Linked DNA regions of Mus musculus: region 2 is linked to region 1. A link is a contact called in public Hi-C data. All regions are on one chromosome and are shown on one strand. The core of a region is the stretch at or near the end of the contact, and the rest is flanking DNA. Distances in the headings are between cores, read along the strand shown. Region 1 overlaps Igf1r (insulin-like growth factor I receptor). Region 2 overlaps Fam169b (family with sequence similarity 169, member B).

Region 1 (2,574 bases), core at 23-2,522:
AGTTTGCTTTCTATTTTTGTACCCAAGCAATAGCGACATCACAAGGAAAGCATTTATTTTGGTGATATGTCCCAAACGCAGCACTTCATGAAGGGAAGCCGAGGCAGGAACTCAATCCTGAGGGTGGGAACTGAAGCTGAAGCTGTAGAGGGATGCTGCTTGCTGGCTTATTCAACCTGCTTTCTTATATCACCCAGGACCGCCTTGCTCAGGGGCGGACCCCACCCCAGCAATCTGGGTCTCTCTGTATTAATCATTAATCAAGAAAATGCTCCACAAGCCAATCTGATGGCAGCAGTTCTTCCACAGAGATTTCCCCTTTCTCAGTTACGTCTGGGTTTATGTCCAGTTGACAGAAAACCAACCAGCACACTGCCAATTCCCTCCATGGCCAGGAAACTGAAGCACAGAGTCCTGGCATAAGTTATGCAAGGTACCTTGCAGCTAGCTAAGTCTCTAGCCCTGCCCTCTTGTGGGAATGACTTTAATGGCCTCTCTTGCTTGGCAGAAGGCTGAGGCCCTGCTGGGTGAATTCTTAAGGATGATTAGGCTTGTATATTTGTATATCTTATGTGGCAGGGAATCTCCATAGTGATTAATAAATACAGTCAGAGTTCTGTTGGCAGGTGTCCTCCTGCTTGCCCCTCCTCCTTTACCTGTAGGTCCACCTTCTCTTCCTTCTCTCCATCTCTCTACCCTTCCTCATCTAATGTCCCTCCATGCCTTCCTTCCTTGCCACTGGTCACCTGTCTCTCCTTGTCCCCCTTCCTCACGAATGACCTGAGCATCGTTAGTTATGGCTGCTTAGTCGCACGGCAGCGTGGCTCTGAGTTGTAAGACCTTGCTTGCCTTTGTCTGACTCCTCTTCCCCAAGCACTATTGATTTTTGTTTTTAAACATAGATTCATTATTTTTATTTGGGAGGCAAAACTTTGATGTTGATCATTGATCAAGCACCTTTGTTTGGCTGATTATTTTAACTGGGGAGACTTTATTTTCAAACTATTCTTTAATTGTAAGGAAATGGATGTTCCGGCTCTGATGAATGGCAGGTTGTGGTAGAGGAAGAAAGGGATGTGGTTTACAGTAAACTTTCTATCTTTTTATCTATCACTCATCACAGATAGTAAAATATATAAAGCCTCAGGATGTAATTTATCAAAGCAGACCCTGGACTGCAGGTTTCCACCCTGAATTGGGCTCCGGAACAGTGACTGAGGTCGGTGGTATGAGCTGGCGTTTACTTTCTTGCCTTTTACTTGTGAAAGCTGACCTCCAGGTTGCCGACTCAGACCCACCAACATTTACTGGGTGTCTTTTCAAGAGTTACAGAGGTATATGTATAACTTGGCTTTCTGACCTGTTGTGAAATAAGGCCCAAGTATGGACCCAGATGCTATTGCAGAGCCTTGTACTCCTGGGTGTCACCTGAGCACAGATGGGCTCTTCTCCTAACCACCATGTCCCTGATTCCCACATACAAGGACTGAAGAGTGTAGGTTTCTTCATGACTAGGGCCTGGGCAGTGAGGGCCCTCCCTGCCTGTCCTGTGTCTGCCTGTCCTCCGGGTGGGTCTAGCACTGACTGGAATTCCTGTGGACTTAGTCACCAAGCTGCAGTGGTTGGAGGACAGGGAAACCGCTGGGTGCTCTGTCACCCCAAAAGAATGCAGGCTGGGCCAGGGCTGCCTGGCCCAGAAAGTTCTCTAGGCCCTGTGGCAGATCCATCATAGCTGACTCAAAACTACCTCTCTTTTTGTCTTTTTCCTATCAAAGGAGGGTGGGGGAGGCAGGAGATAGGAGCAGAGGTGGCCTCTTTATTCACTGGGGAGGACTTTAAAAACTCACTTTAAACTGTATTTCTGTTCTTCACCTTTCCAGACCTGTAAACACACAGTTACTCCAGGTAGGTATTTTACCAAGAGCTTATGTTTGAGGAGAAATCCTGCCGGTGTGGCTGTCTTCACTGGATGCTTTTGTTTGTCTGTAGGAGGCTGGCTGGCAGGGTGAGGTGGGAGTGTCAGGTCACCTTAAGTTCTTCTTGTACTGTAGACCCACATGTAGCGACCTTAAAACGGGGCTGGGGTTGGCCGCCTTCCTGCTGCTTCTAGTGAGCGGGTCTGGCTTGGTGCTGGGTTGGTCTCAGTTGCCTCTCATGGTGCCTGCTGATAGATCAGTGATCAACGGTAGACTTCCAGGGACAGAGCCCAGGCAGGAGTTAGTGATGGGGGATGCTCTGCCACAGCTCTTTAAATCTGACCCAGAGCAGACATCTGTGCTGCTGCTCCTCGGAGCCATCGGCAGAGTCAGCCCTGGGCTCTGCCAGCTCCTAAGCATTGGCCAGCACGGTTTTAATCTACAGTTTTTAGATGACATCTTTTTCTCCGGTGGGTCTGTCAGGCGGCAGCAAAATTCTCATGGTAGGAATCAGATCTAACTTAACATTTTGAGCAACAGAACTGACCTGTGGAAGATTCACTAGGTGTCTAACTCTAGATACCCTCTCCCTTCCCTTTGAAAAGAACTGTGAGTAGGCAAGACTGGCCTGAGAACGTTGCTGAAATGGGGGCAGTTC
Region 2 (2,574 bases), core at 23-2,522, 290 kb after region 1:
GTGGGTAGATCTGTGGATTTCTTAACAGGAGGTGAGAGGGATGGACCTGGATCACTCCAGCTCTCTTCGCAGAATGAGCCTGTCCACTTGATTCTCCAGATGGATGGTTTCTATGCCTCTAGTAAACTCATGGGTGGTGCCTCTGGCAGCTTTGTCCTTGTAGCAGAGTCAGTGGAGGAGGAAATACAATTGTTCTGTCCCCAGACTCCCACCATGTAGAATGGGATGTCTCCTCGAGGATCCTCTGGGTTAGCAGGAACCCTGTTGGTTCCTGTGACCTAGTAGGCCTAGCATTTGTCTGTTTTAGCTGGTGTATGTATTTAAAATCATACGAAGATTGCTATCACCCTGGGGCATACCAAATCGTCTAAGCGGGGCGGTGGGAGCCCCACGTAGATACTTCAGATCAGTTAAGGGAATCGAGAGGAGGGTGAGTTCTGGCTGGAAACTCAGCTTCCTCTTAGGTACCCACGTCTTTGGACAGCTAAGATGCTCTATGGCCCTCAGAATCTTGATTTCCTTGGTCTGTGGAGGAAGCACTGCTCACAGCAACACCCACGTGTTTTGGGAACACCTGTTCTGTTGGCCATGGTTTGGGCTTTCCTCTTCCACCCGCTGTTGATTTATGATACATACTGTGAGATGGATTTAAACTGAGGGAAAGAGCATACCAGGAAGACATGCCATTCATACCAAGGGACTTTTGGTTTTTGGAAACTATGAAGGCCAAGGAAAATATTTACAGTGTCTAGAGTGGGGCCTTTTGTCCTGAAGGACAGGGATACCTTTGCTTCCATCCGTGCACACAAGAAGTTTCTATTGTGCCACTAGGGTGTCTGTCTGCATCTCTGCTTCCTGAAACTCTGGGAAACTTAGTGAGTTTGCCATGGTCCACCTTGGCAATTTTTAGGTTCCTTTCCTAGATAGACTAGATTTGTTTTCTTACCCTGGTATTTCTTAGTTCAACTGTACTTCAGGAGTTAGGCACCACGCCCTCCCTCAACTCCATCTTCCTTGAGTTAAAAATCTAGACCCATGAAAAACAAAATCACTTGAGGCAAGAGAAGCTTGAGAAATGCGGGCTGGGTTGGGGGAGGGGGCTGTGAATGTCCTGCAAGCCAGATGTTTTCTTCTCACGGCAAAAGGCACCCAAGTTCACGGGCGTTGGGGGGGGGTGTTTTCCTTTAAGGACAGCATCTGTATGGAAATGGTAGCCCGAGTAATGCAATGTGACGGTTGCTATGTCAACTGGTGTATTTTCCCCTCCCCTTAAATTATTGACCAGCACAGTCAATGTTGCATAAAAGTCGTGCAACGCAGTGGAATGTGTTTATGTGCCGGCCTCTGCCAGAAGTTTTCATCACTTTTTTTTTCTCCACTGCATGTATTTGCTTTGGGGAAAGATGGCCTGTCACTCGAGTTTAACTGTGTTCCCCTGCCCCAACCCCAACCCCAACCCTAACACAGATATTTCTAAGATTTGTAACAGGCCAGTGGTGACTTAAACTGCAGGGGATCAATAGAAAGGGAAGTAAGGAGTAGGGGGACTGAAACTCTTTTGGCTGTGATGAGGAAGTGCAGACCTTGGGGCAGTATGCGACTCCTTTGCAGATGGTTCGGGGAGGTAAGATGTGTGTTTCGGGGCACATGAAGGATATCTGTTCCTCTTAAATCCTTTATGGAGATGGTATGGGGCACCAGCTCTGTCTCTTTTACTCTGGGCTATGTGTTCTGCGGTCTCCTGGCTACCTTCTCCTTGCTGTCTGCATAGCCGGGGTTGTCCTCAAATTCCTCGTCATCCTTTTGCCTCAATGCGAGGGGTTTTGGGAATATAGACACGTGCCATCATGCCTGGCTTTCTTTGTTGTCTGTAACTGGCACTTCGTGTTCCATGGCCCCACTTGAGTCTTCCTGGTTAAGCTATTTCCTTCTGCTCTTGCTGGATGCCCACTTTGCTGACTGGGATAAAACCCACTACCAATGGGTTCGTTCTGTCCCCAGCACCTCCTACTTTGTCAGCAGGTTTGCTTTGGGTTAGACTCTCACTCGTGGGGTTGTGTTACCTTCAGTCTCCTCTTCTCCCTGCCTCTGACCGCATCCTTTTCCTAATCTATTCTTCATGCTTTAAATGCTTCATTCTTGAAAACTGCCCTTGTAAGTACACAGCTTTATATGCCACAGTTTGGATCTAGGAAAGCAGATAATAACCACAGTGTCCTTGTCTGCATCTATGTATGGCCACCCCAGTGGTCAGTGTTCATGCTACACTGGGTCATATACTGCAACTGTTGCTTATAGGAACATGTCCCAGTTACCCAGAGTCCTCATCTACATTCTGTGAAGCTGGGTACTTGCCTCTTTTGCTTGGTCTCTTCTGTGACTTATTACAGAGCCTGATACCTTGATCCAACTACTGTGGTCTCCAAGGCTGGATCCTGTCCCTTGGCTGGCCACCATCTGTTGCCTCAGGGTTGGTCTTGGAACGTTCTCTCCATCCTTCCCAGACAGTCTTAAAGTGCATGTCACAGTGTCTGTCATGGCCAGGTCACCCTGCTGGATCTCTAGTGCTGAGCA

The links. A called contact is a pair of places that touch in the nucleus more often than the background predicts.
Region 2: a Hi-C map of embryonic fibroblasts shows a contact between it and region 1, with 1.5 times the contacts expected there. The contact joins two enhancer-like sites. A contact is called at or near these places in 1 of 15 datasets of contacts at CTCF or cohesin (the NIH/3T3 cell line), 4 of 484 Hi-C or Micro-C datasets (embryonic fibroblasts, frontal cortex, muscle stem cells and 1 more), 2 of 115 datasets of contacts at active chromatin or transcription factors (embryonic basal ganglia and stem cell-derived neural progenitor cells) and 2 of 9 other capture datasets (embryonic stem cells and embryonic tail).

The regions. Positions count from the first base shown.
Region 1 is chr7:68,020,344-68,022,917 of GRCm38.p6, forward strand. The region is part of intron 2 of Igf1r (insulin-like growth factor I receptor); the gene reads left to right. Among named protein-coding and RNA genes, the nearest start is that of Igf1r, 69 kb to the left of the region's middle. Within about 2 kb of position 1,273, at least 134 of the 459 cell types and tissues checked have an H3K27ac peak or open chromatin away from gene starts, as enhancers often do. A contact at or near this core is called in embryonic fibroblasts, where this site is marked.
Region 2 is chr7:68,312,014-68,314,587 of GRCm38.p6, forward strand. All of the region lies in intron 3 of Fam169b (family with sequence similarity 169, member B), which reads left to right. Among named protein-coding and RNA genes, the nearest start is that of Gm16157, 37 kb to the left of the region's middle. Within about 2 kb of position 1,273, at least 16 of the 459 cell types and tissues checked have an H3K27ac peak or open chromatin away from gene starts, as enhancers often do. A contact at or near this core is called in embryonic fibroblasts, where this site is marked.